3 separate regions of the Mus musculus genome follow, and all the other regions are linked to region 1. The links are chromatin contacts, called in public Hi-C maps. All regions are on one chromosome and are shown on one strand. The core of a region is the stretch at or near the end of the contact, and the rest is flanking DNA. Distances in the headings are between cores, read along the strand shown.

Region 1 (4,159 bases), core at 886-3,385:
CTTACCACAGCTCCATGCCAGGGAGATATTGCAGTGGGAATGGGTAGTCTTTGAGTCCGAAGTTCAAATTCTGACTCCACTGTTGCTGAGAAAGGCGATAGTCACTTCTAAACCCGTTTTTCACCTTTAGCATGGCCTTATATGTATAGTGCCTATGAAGACTGAATGTGAGTACATGCCAGGCATGTGCGGACACAGGAAGATGACATCCTGTGAAGTATACACATGTGAAATCATCACCATGTAGCCTAGGCTGGATTGAAACTCATAATCCTCCTGCCTCAGCCTCCAGAGGGCTAGAATTATAGGCATGCAATCTCCTGCCAGGCTAATTATCATAAGACAATCTACACACAGCTTCCATTTGAACCATTGGGCTGTTCTCCTTGGAGTCTGCCCTTTGGGCACACCCTTCTCAGCATGCAACCTTAATTCCCATGCCTTCCTTTTATTATAACTTTTATTAACAAATAAATATATTTATTGATAAATAAACCAAATATGGTTTTATTTAGTTATTTTTGAGGGTCTGACTATGTAGCCCTATTTGGCCTAGAACTCACAAAAATCCACCTACCACTGGCTTCCTAGTTCCTAGACTAAAAATGGGTACCACTGCACCCGGCCAATTGTTACAACTTTTGATCTGTGCTGTGAAAAATGGAACCAAACCAGGAGTGAAAAACCAAAGCAAGGTGATCATTTGTCAAAGTTGTTTTTAAAATGTGTGGTTCTGGTTTCAGTTCTTGCTTCCTAGCCAAGTGATCATTTCCAGCTTTCTCTCCCTCACCTACAGAAAGAGCAGCATGGGGAGAGATTCTTAAGTTACTCTCCTCAAGGTAGTGACACCTGTGCTGGCTTGCATGCCAGGCTTCCTCTCTGAGTCTGTCTAGTTACAGAGACTTCACCTGCTGCCCCCGTCAGCTGAACACTGCCCTCTCCTCACAGCTAACTGACCTTCAATATCCACTTCACAGCCAGGACCCACCAGACCCCACTTTAGTCCTGTGAACAAACATTTTGACTTGTGCCAAATTCAGTGTCTCAGAAAGTACAGCCCCACTCTGGCTGGATCTAGAAGGAATCTGGGCATCCTCTTAGAAACTCCATTTCCTCTAAAAAGTGATGCTGGTGGGTGGGTCTCCCTTTATGTTGTGAGTAACAAAAATGATCTCTCTCTCTCTCTCTCTCTCTCTCTCTCTCCCTCCTCCCTCCCTTCCCCAACAAGTATAAATAGGCGCTCCTCTTATCTGATCATCCCCTAAATGTTTTTCATTTGAAAAATGCAGTTAATTTTAGATAATTGTCAGCGATAATCTCAAACTTGTGTGTAGCACGGGCCCTGGTTTTAAGTTCCGAGAATCTAAGAACAGCATGATTTGTCTAAAGGACCTTGTCTGGGCCCCAGTGCCTCTGACTTGCCACTCTTATCAGAACACAGTGAGGCTCTCCTTAACTGAATCAGAGGTATGACTGCTTCTGCAGAGGGCTCCTCTGAACCCTCTCAGCTGCCTATGTGGGGTTTGAAGGCTGGAGACAAGCACCAGGGAGCTCAGAGCAAGATGGAGTTAAATCTGAGGCCCCCCAACATTGCCTACAGGGTTAACTCTGCAAGGATAAAGTGGCCTCTACCCCCTGAGCCTCCTAGGTCCCTCCTGGAGATCCTGCAAAGATAACTACAGTCATAAATGTTATGCAAAGGCTGCCTTGAGACCTTTCTAAATAGCAGGCTGTTTTCAGAGCCTGGGCAGCATTTGTCCTGGCCAGAGTTAAGAGGTAAAGAACGTTCCACTCGTAAGCTTGCATGGAAAAAAGATTCTTGAAGCTTTTTATCTATCTCTCTTTCTTTCTGCTAACAAGGTATGCAGAGGATTCCAAATTCCAGTAAGAGAAGGTTAAAATGTGTGGATTTGCTGAATAGAGTCATCTTCCCTCCACCCTTTGGTTTTTCCATAAAGTGTCATAAAACGCCACTGTACTAACAAACATTTTGGGAAGGGAACAGGCTTCAGGCCAAGATACCACAAGCTTAAGGGGGTGGGGGTGGGGTGATCTGAGCTCTGAAGGACAACATCCTGTGCAGAGTCATTCTTCAAGCAGGGTTTGACTTTAACAGTAGTATTCAACCAACAACAGACCTCTGGTTGTCTTGGGCTCCCCCACACAATGATAGACAGCAGGAGGAAGCCCCGTGTACCTATCTACATATGACTCAGAAATGTTAATAAAGAACTGGAGCGATGGCTCAGTGGCTAAATGTCCCATGTTCCAGCCTCAGAATGAATGTAAGAAGCCAGACACAGTGTTGTATCCCTGTAACCTCAGGAGAGGGGTATACAGAGAGAATCGTGAGGATTCAAGGAGTTCATAGGCCATGCAGTCTAGCTGAAAATGCAAATGCAAGGTCCAGTAGGAAAGCCTGTCTCAAAAGCTAATGTTGAGAACAATCAAGGAAAGACATCCAACAGCCTCTGGCCTCCATGTCATGCCACAGGCAAGTATACCTACATATGTAGCTGATCATAGTTTGAGCATGTACCTCATACATACCACATATAGACTGTACACATGTACACATGCATCCAAATAGACACATACAAACTACCAGCACACACCACACCATATATGTGAACATACACACACATATAGACATATACACATGCATCTACCTCCTGCATACCACATACAAACTATACACATGCATACATGTATACACACACCCCACATCTGCATACACCACATCATATATCTGAACATACATACACCCCACACAGATATATACATACTACACAGGCACACACACACACACACACACACACACACACGACTTAAGAAAATCACAATTACACTAATTTTCCCTAATCAAGGCTCTACTTAAAAAGCACACAATGATAAATGCCTTGAATCATGAAAACCAAATCTAAGCTTTTCCCCTAAAAGCTCCACCAGCATTTATTTATTCTCCCTTTATTTTCATAAAACACATAAATGTTACTGGAAGATGGAAACAGAAGATGACAGGACCACAGCCATGGCAGAGGGGGATCTGAGGAAGAGGCTCACCTGTGAACAATACCCTCATAACAAAATCTAGGTGGGGGCTCCAGAATAGAAAGCCAGAACAGAGCAGAGACCCTGGAGAAAGAAAAGTGTGTGAACAAAGATTTTTTTTCCTCTTATTTTTTTTTATTACGTATTTTCCTCAATTACATTTCCAATGCTATCCCAAAAGTCTCCCACACCCTCCCCCCCACTCCCCTACCCACCCATTCCCATTTTTTGGCCCTGGCATTCCCCTGTACTGGGGCATATAAAGTTTGCCTGTCCAGTGGGCCTCTCTTTCCAGTGATGGCCAACTAGGCCATCTTTTGATACATATGCAGCTAGAGTCAAAAGCTCCAAAGATTTTAAATATGATGATCATGGCTCAGAAGTTATCAAAAAGGGTTTGTGTATTTACCAGACAACATTGAGGAGCTGACCATGGCTCCAACATATATGGAGCAATAGTATCTATATTTGTATACTGTACCAACTGTACCCTCTAGGTGAGTTAGTTATTAATGTGAGAAAGTAATAATAAAAGATTAGCAGGAGAAAATAAGGACAGTTCTGTGACTTAGAGACAAATTTTCTACCTGAGAGCTAACATCACAAAGTAGGCTTGATACCCAAATTGAGGAATTCTTATTAATGGAAGACACCAAAGATGAAGTTAATCAAAAACAAATATTAGAATAGAATAGTTGCACCTTTCAGAATACGCAGTTGGGTATAAGTGATGGGAAACATCAAAAGTTAACAAGAAAGGGGTCATCCAATCCAACACACATAGCGGAAAGGGCTGTGGAAGGCAATTCACAGAGGTGGAGAGCCAGGAGTATGATGTAATGGGGCAAGGCATTTCAACTTAGCAAAGCTTCAGATAGAGGCCAAGTGTAGTCAGTGAGAAACAACTTTAGAGCCATCAGATGGCCCAATATGAAAAAGCCAAATGCCTCCAAGTATAGACCCGAGGTAACAGAGTATATGCACTATGGTCTGCTGCGAGATTCGTACTGGATGTGTCTGCCATTGGGACACCAGTAAGAGATGGGTTCTCTGAGAGGTGATTTGGTCATGGGGGCTCTACCATCCTGAAGCGATTGATGCTATTATC
Region 2 (4,159 bases), core at 1,082-3,581, 100 kb before region 1:
GCAACATAACTCCACTGGAAGGTGAAAATGACCCTAGGAGGAGAGTGGCCTTTGAACATCTTTGAAATACTGTCCAGACACAGCTTGTTACCTCTTGTTATAGCTTGTTAGGATTATAAGAACTAACACTTTAGAATATATGTGGAGTGGCTTCTTAGTGACATCTCCTGTAGTGTTATTTTTTTTCCTTTGTTAAATAACATATTACCTGTAAACTTTGAACAGAAAGTCAAGTTCTTATAGATATGTTTCTTCATGCCCCAAATCACTTTACATTTCTGGTTGTTTTTTTTTTTCCAAAAGTAAAACTATAATAGGATATGTAGTTATGTATGTATCTCTATATATGTACACACATTTACTTACACACATACACACATGTACACACATATATATATTCCATATATATAATTTATATAAAGAATATAAAGAATTTATATACATATATATATGTGTGTGTGTGTGTGTGTGTGTGTGTGTGTGTGTATTTGTGTATGTGTACATATGAGCACATATATGCATCGTTTCCCTGAGCGTACTCAGATTGTCCACATATTGAATGCACTGTCATGACCCATCTCACCTATGAAAGACTACAGAGTCTAGTCTCTTGGGAATCCCTCTGAGCATCTCTAAGGCTTGACTGTGATTCCCACATCTCAGTGACTGAAGTCCAGGTCACTGGCTCATCTCCTTGAGCTTCTTACCTTTCCATAAGAACCAGCCAATTTGAGTGGAGTCGAGCAATCTCATAAAGGTATAAAGATGTGTTCTGAACCCAGCCCAGGTGCACAGCGCGCTCCCTGAGACAGTTGTCAGATGAGTTTTTGATGAAGACCCTATCCTTTCACCTTTCTGGTCTCCTGCAGCTACTAAGGATGAAATCCCAACTGCCAGTCACCTGAACCCTTCCAATGACCCCTTCTAACTGCAAGTGTCTTTGTAGCTGAACTTTTGCCTGTAGAGGTTTAATACAAAATTATTATGTTACAGGACAGGATGTTATAGAAAGAGTAAGGAGGATGTAGGGACAGGCAAGAATGAAGCCAGGGATAAGCCCTGTGCTCAACTGATACTTTGTTGAGACAGAGAGAGGAGGTGGAGACACTGGGATGAGTACATGAGGCCCTGACACAGCTGAGTCTGTGTGCTGTACCATGTTTCATGATTTACTAGATGAACCATGGGAAGCCTTGGCTAAGGGCATGCATCCCTACATAAATTATAGAGTCAAATAGTTCCCAGTTCACATTCAGCCCTCAGGCTCCACACAGCTTGGGAAAAGCAGTGTTTCTATCTTGATTTAACTGATCTTTCAATATTGTAGATTTATCCACCAATCTATGTGATGGATCCAGTGCTCAGGCAAGCCAGGAATGATGATGCGTGCCTATAATCCTAGCCCATGGAAGGCAAGGGTAGGAGGATTGGGAATGGGTTCAAGGATAACTTTGGCTATACAGCGACTTTGAGGTTAGTCAGAGACTCAAAATCAAAAAGCAAACAAACAAAGAAAACCATCCCAAACCAAAGAGAACAAAATCGATACCCAGGGACTTTCAGAAAGAACCCTTCCAGCTCTCTAGGCTTTTCCTACTCATCATACAATTGCCAACTTTTTCTTGAATGGGCACAAAACATTGTCAACTAGAAGACTACCATCAGCCTGTTCATTTACTTCCCCTCCCCCCCCCAAAAAAAAACTGTTTTCATGAGAAAGCGTGACAATGCTTCCTATAATTTCTGGCATAGGGTGTCCTTCAAAACAAGCAATGCTGAATCGCTCCCTACTTCCATCTTGAGAAACTCCAATATTCTTGCAGGAATAACATGTGTATGGTAGAAGCTGCCCTTTTAAGTGCAGTCACATAGTCACCTGTAGTTTGTTATTATAGAGCATGACTCCCATCTAAATGCCTTGAAACTTCTAGAAAGGAAAAATTGTTGTCCAAGGCATGGTTAAAGTCAAGGTTCAAGGTCTCCTAATGATGGGTCTATATTCTCTCCCAACCACCTGCATGGCCTCTTATTCTTTCTTCTATTATCTCTGTATTCTCTCCCATCATATGAATGCTCCCTGCCCATTCTTAGCCACTGTGAAACATAGCTTGCTTTGGTATGATATGGGCTGCTTATATCTTGTGGAGGTTCTATGACAGGTGAGATCCAGTGCAGACCCCAACACCTGTGCTCCATGGACAAATGCACGCTACTGCTGTTATTATTAATCTGAAGTTTTAGGGGGGTGGAATTCATAGAAACATGTGACTCAGCTTGTTTTGCTGCTGAGAAGCGGAAGTTAAAACCTTGTCCCTGTGAGGCAGGTTTGTGGCTTTGAAAGGGAGAGAAAATTATATACCAGAATGACCTTTCCCCCCAAGTGTTGTGCAGTGCACAAAACTAATTAGCCGAGCCCTAATTGGGTTGAAGTTGAAGCTTAAAGGGAAAGCTTACTCAGTGAAGATGTGAGTCGACACCACAGATTCTATAGGGTGTCACACTTTACTTTCTCTCAGTAACCTCAGTATTAAATTTGTTCAGTTTTCACATGAGATGTCTTGACAGCCAGCTCCTTCTGCGATCTCTAGCCAGCAGCCAGGAAGTTGGGTGGCAACCTGGGATGATGAAGGTCACCATAGTTCTGAGTTCTTCTCTGATGACATTCACTGTACATTTTCCTGAGCTGGAAGGCAAAAGTCACACTAAAAAACAAACAAACAAACAAACAAAAAACAAACCCCCACGATTGAGAACCATAATGAGCTACTTCCTCAGGTAGAGGACACAAAGATCCTGCGGAAGGTGTATACATGCTGATCTCTAAGGGGTGGGTGTGCAAGGGAGTACTACCTGGGTGAAAAACCTGGGGCTCACACCAACTTGTGGTGAGCATCCACCCACACTGAGGATTCAAAATGACTGTGCTGTGTGAGGGCGGTAGTACAGGTTTCATAAACAAAACTTGCCTCCTCACTGGTGTGCCTGCTGGGAAGCCAAGGCCAGTGACTATATCTGGTTGGGAGCCCAGATCTGCCCAAAACCACTTTTAAAGTTTTTTATTTTTAATTTTTTTGCATGGTGGGATATGAGGCCTAACCTCAACACTGTAAAAACCAGGTTAACTCCAGGTCAGTTCTTCTGTGGACTTTGTGTTGTTTTTGTGACAGGGTCTCACTATGTAGGCTCCCCCTGGAACACTCGTAGATTAGGCTGGCCTCTAAGCCACAGAGATAACCTGTTTCTGCCTCCCAACGCCTGTATTGAAGGTGAGTGCCATCGCATCGGGCTTGTGCAGACCTAATGATGTTGGAAGATGAAGGAAGTCCTTCCCTTTCCTGCCATGTACTTCCCTGAACTCTCCTCCTGTGTCTGTCTTAGGTACAGTTCCAGGCCCTGCAGCCTGGTAAGTGCAGTTTGCTTCATGCATTGCTGTCATGCAGCTACCTTGCAACCTTTCACTATAAAGCAAGAGAAGGAAGATAAGTCAATGGTGATGGAAGGAGAGAGTGACAGGGCTGGTGAGATGGTTCAGTGGGTAAAGGTGCTCCTTGCCAAACCAAACAACCTGACTTCAGTTTTCTGGCTCCATGTGGTGGAAGGACTGAACCAAATACAAAACTTTGTCTACACACACACACACACACACACACACACACACACAAACAAGGGGGGCGGTAATAGAAGCAACTGGTGACTGAAGATAGAACCTAATTAGGGCATCAAATCTGAAGTCACTCTTTCACCTTTATCTACAGCCGACCACTGAATAAGGTAAAAAACTTCCTTGTGCAAGCTCCACGGACCGTCTCTTACTCAAAGCCGAGAACATTCTAATTCACCAGTCTCCTTTAAATCCCTTCAGCCTTTTCTTCCTAATCCGTGCTCCCTGTCAATTCTCATTGTTCCTTTACAGAATTAATTAATAACCATCATCTGTCTCTCCGTAGATCCATGAGTTCTTCGAGGGCATGAGCGGTGTCTTAACTCCTTTTTCCAATAAGGGTACAATAGCAAAGAGTGTACTAAGTGAATGAATGATGAACGATGAATGATGAATGAATGAATGAATGAATGGGTTAATGAGTATATATGGATGGATGGACAGACAGATAAATGGGTGGATGGATGGATGGATAAATCCATGAATGAGTAATTGGAT
Region 3 (4,159 bases), core at 711-3,210, 71 kb after region 1:
CTGAGTAGTACTCCATTGTGTAAATGTACCACATTTTCTGTATCCATTCCTCTGTTGAAGGACATCTGGGTTCTTTCCAGCTTCTGACTATTATAAATGAGGCTGCTATGAACATAGTGGAGCATGTGTCCTGGGGAGTATAGGCCCTTGGTCCTGGGAAGACTTAATGCCCCAGTGTAGGGGAAATGCCAGGGTGGGGAGGTGGGAGTGGGGAGGTGGGTGGGGGAGCATGCTCATAGAAGCAGGGGAATGGAGGATGGGATAGGGGGTTTTTGGAGGGGAAACCTGGAAAGGGCAAAACATTTGAAATGTAAATAAATAAAATATCCAATAAAAAACAACAAAAACAAAACAACAAAAACAAAAACATAAATAAATAAGAAAGAAAAGAACTCCTAGAGTTGAAATTCCTGCATAGGGTGTGGCTGTTCCTCAAACTGAGTAAATGCCATTCAGTTGGTATAAGTGCCCAAGCTCTATGAACAGTTGGTCTCCTGGGGAGTTGAGGCAAATTTCCATAATGTAGGGGCCAAAACAAAACAGGACTTCACTCAATCACTGTTACAAGGCCTGAACGTAGGATATCTAAAGCCAGGGAAAGGGCGTGCTCTTTCTGAAGGCACTAGAGGAGAACCTATTCATGTCTTCGTCTTGGATTCTGTTGCTTTGTACCACCCCTTGGCTCTCCCAGAGTTGTTACAGTGTTTGCACGTCTTCCTCGGTTGTTACAGGATGCTCACCCTATGTGACTTGACACCATCTTTCTGTGTGTGTGTGTGTTGGCTTCACATGAGATCTGTGTCTCCACAGTGCATTTTTTTTTCTTATATATAAGGCCATTGGTCACATTTGATTAGGGGCTCCCTGTATAAATAAGTATGCTCTTACTTCAGTTTCCATCTTAATTACATCTGCAAAAAACCCCCTATTCCCAAATAAGGCCACGTTCACCGCCACCAGAGAGTGAAGATTTCAGTGTTCATTTTGGAGTGGAGACAATTTAACCCACCAAAGCCCTAGACAAGTTATTTCTCTATTATAAGGCTCAGCGGTTCTCTCCGTGAAATGGGAATTATCAATTGTCTCTCCCCTCCTTGTGGCTGGGAAGGGATTGAGAAAATGAATAGTATCTTTTGCATTGAGAGGACTCTCCTAGGACAAGTGTCTTGCTTTTAATTGACTCCCCTACTAGATGTTCACAGGAGGATATATCACAGCAAAGAAGGCCCAACAGGTAGGACTTGGGCCCATAGAAGTTAAACACAAGTTACAAATGTCCACCACTTGCTTGTATAGAGCTGGAGCCTTCCCTGAGACAGGGGGCTTTTTTTCTGTGGTAATGCCTTCTGCTGAACACGAGCTCTCTGTATGTAGGACACAGGGGCTGGACTTGGTCAACTGACTTTAATAATAAAAGTTAGGGGTGATCCCAGGACACCAGGCCAAGATGTGTGTTTTTGGCTGGTTATCTGTGTCATGAGTAGCTTTTTTTTTTCATGGTCAGAACAAATACATAAAACATTTCTAAAACCTATAGGGAATCAAGTTTCCAAACTGTGTTCTTGTGGCTGACTTCTGAATCATAGCGCAGTAATTAAAAGAAGAAAATGCGAAGTTGCTCTTGGCACTGAAACTCAAATTGTACCTTTGCAAAGGTCAAATACTAGTTGCGATTAACCAGACAAATCACAGTGTGTCCTGGTTAGAACAATACTGAATTTTATACTATTTATAGGATGATACCCCCACCTCCTTGCAACGGTTGGTTCATAGTTGGAATCTGGCTCAAAGTGGGGTTCAATTTATTTACTTATTTTCCCTCCCTCCCTCCCTCCCTCCCTCTCTCCCTCCCTCCCTCCCTCTATTCTACTTCTTCTTTTTTTTTTTTTTTAATCTCCAAGATGATTTCCATACAGTGTGGTTTGGCAGGCTGCAGCCGAACCATACTGTGGCATTATCAGGGTGCCGACAGCTGCTCTAGCATCAACAACCGATGATGCATTGAGCTGGCCCTGTCCATATGGTTTGGGGGAAAAAAGTGAAATAAGAGAAAGACAGTTGTTATCATTTTTGGAGTTTTCGAAGACAACTGGCTTCAGAGCAACTTTATGCCTCGAGTGGCTCTTTTTCTTCTTTTCTTTTCTTTTTTTTTCCTTAAATAAATAAATAAATAATTATAAGCAGGAACATTTTGTTTTGCTAGGAAGAGTGGCTTCCTGTGTGTAGAGGGGAGGGAGCCTCTGACTCCAGCAGCTGGGACTCCTCTGCCTTGGCTCTTCTGACAGACCCAATGCTGGTGAAAGACCGATTGCTGGGTGGTTGGGACCAATGGAATCTTAGCTAATCATCTCAAACACAGTGGAGTGTACATGAAAATCTTTGCTTCCCCATCTTCTCCTCTCCTAGCCTCTACCCATTGACAATTGAGTCTGCATGGGAGGCTGGCAGATGGACACACAACTCCTACGAAGTTGACTTGGGTGTTTTGTCCTTCAGAGCTACATCCAGGGTGATGACTGGCATGTGACGCACCTCTCCAGTTTCTGCAGTAGTAAGGGCAATACCAACAAGTAAGATCGTCACTCAGGATGGTGCTTGGATGGTGCTTACAGAGCACTCTACTAGTTACAAAGCACAGGGATGTGTGTGGCCCCGTTTGAAAGACTCCATTGCCCGTTCTATTCCACTTTCCAAATGTGTAACTTTCAGTCTACTACCCCTCCTCCTTTGGAATTCTCACATATAAAATGGAGATGGGGGTGAAGGGGGTTAACCCCAGCCTCACACCTATGAGTCCTTTGATAATCAGTATTATAAGCAGAAATTAGACAGTCAGACATCTCTGTGTCCTACCTGATGTTGTATAAACTGCCAATTCTTTGGAGATAGGACAAGTTCACATTTATGGTCACCATTATTTTCTTTAAGTGGATTGGAAGTTCTGATTGGTAATCTGCATGTCTGGAAAAATTGCATATAACCATCAATGTGGAGTTGAGGTGGATGGCATGGTATGTGTAGTTCATGGGGGTAAAGATCTTGTCTGTGTTCTCACTTAACTCCCAGGAGCTGGCAGAAGGCTGGTGCATATCAGGGACCATAGTTGATATGGATCAGAGGATTATGATACATTCACAATCACAGGATCAGGAATGGGCAGTTGTGAATTTTCAAACAATGTTCTGGTCTTTGGCTTCCTGTGGGGTTGCCCAGGAGGGGTAGGGGAGAGGAAGGCCTGGTAAATGCTGATTTCCCATTTCTGAGGTGTAGCTACACCCATCATGGCTGACTTCCAGCTACCTGAAAGAAGTCTCTGAATGCTGAATGGAGTGAAGAGTTTCACAGACAGCTCCCTGGATCACCAGCACACTTCCAACTAGAGTGGTGAATGACTTCAACCAGGAACTAGTGCTTCATCTCCCATTTATTTCCAGGAAGCTTCTTCCAATGGAAAAATAAAGTTAGGGGAACTTCCAGAATACTTGAATGAGGGAACTGTCTTTTGCTACTCAGTGTATAGCTATTCTCTGGCACATTGGATGAAGAGAAGGGTACAAATGGCTGGGTGGCATGTGCAGTTGATGAACTGATGAGCAGATATGGTCAACCACTGACTGAACTCCATCCTCTTGGCCATCAAGATGACGGACCACCTGAGGCCCTACCTTTCCCCTCCCTTCAGTTTGCAGGGACTGACCCTGGCAGCTTTAAGTGGGCCATGCCAGTTGGTACCTCTGTAACAACTACAATTTCTTAAGCTTTGCAGAGCCCCCCGGGTTTCCCTTTTCTCCCCAAGATTCATTTCCTACCATTTAGGTATCCTATTTCCCACGCTCTCTTGCAAAATCAGGAGGAGCCAGGATCAGCACATCTTTGCGCAGTCGGCGAATACATTTGGAATGCTCATTTCTGAGAGCTGTTGAAGGTGCCTAACAATTTTACACCGCGCAGAAAGACTCGCAGGAAATTTAGCAGTGGCAAATGGAACTACTGTTCGGGGTGCCTTCTAAATAACAGCAAAGGCTGTGCTCACATAGCAGAGCCTCAGATCCATGGCGCCCAGGTGATTAACACTGGAAATGTCTTTGTGCAGACGATACATGGTTAAGCATCCTGAGGCTCACACCAGAAGCTGACACAGAAGGGTTATTTTAACATT

What was found. Hi-C and Micro-C count contacts between places; a contact is called where the count stands out from the background.
Region 2: a Hi-C map of Th2 cells shows a contact between it and region 1, with 2.4 times the contacts expected there. The contact joins two enhancer-like sites. A contact is called at or near these places in 16 of 484 Hi-C or Micro-C datasets (the C2C12 cell line, the STO cell line, Sertoli cells and 7 more) and 2 of 115 datasets of contacts at active chromatin or transcription factors (CD8 T cells and kidney).
Region 3: a contact with region 1 is called in a Hi-C map of uterus, with 2.4 times the contacts expected there. The contact joins two enhancer-like sites. A contact is called at or near these places in 1 of 39 promoter capture datasets (the 3T3-L1 cell line), 3 of 484 Hi-C or Micro-C datasets (the 3T3-L1 cell line, the C2C12 cell line and uterus) and 1 of 115 datasets of contacts at active chromatin or transcription factors (pancreatic cancer cells).

Annotation. Positions count from the first base shown.
Region 1 is chr8:115,824,631-115,828,789 of GRCm38.p6, forward strand. No RefSeq gene overlaps it. Among named protein-coding and RNA genes, the nearest start is that of Gm30925, 3.5 kb to the right of the region's middle. Within about 2 kb of position 2,136, at least 21 of the 459 cell types and tissues checked have an H3K27ac peak or open chromatin away from gene starts, as enhancers often do. A contact at or near this core is called in Th2 cells, group 2 innate lymphoid cells and uterus, where this site is marked.
Region 2 is chr8:115,724,115-115,728,273 of GRCm38.p6, forward strand. All of the region lies in intron 3 of Gm30712 (predicted gene, 30712), which reads left to right. Among named protein-coding and RNA genes, the nearest start is that of Gm51552, 6.7 kb to the left of the region's middle. Within about 2 kb of position 2,332, at least 11 of the 459 cell types and tissues checked have an H3K27ac peak or open chromatin away from gene starts, as enhancers often do. A contact at or near this core is called in Th2 cells and group 2 innate lymphoid cells, where this site is marked.
Region 3 is chr8:115,895,746-115,899,904 of GRCm38.p6, forward strand. No RefSeq gene overlaps it. Among named protein-coding and RNA genes, the nearest start is that of Gm31164, 8.7 kb to the right of the region's middle. Within about 2 kb of position 1,961, at least 12 of the 459 cell types and tissues checked have an H3K27ac peak or open chromatin away from gene starts, as enhancers often do. A contact at or near this core is called in uterus, where this site is marked.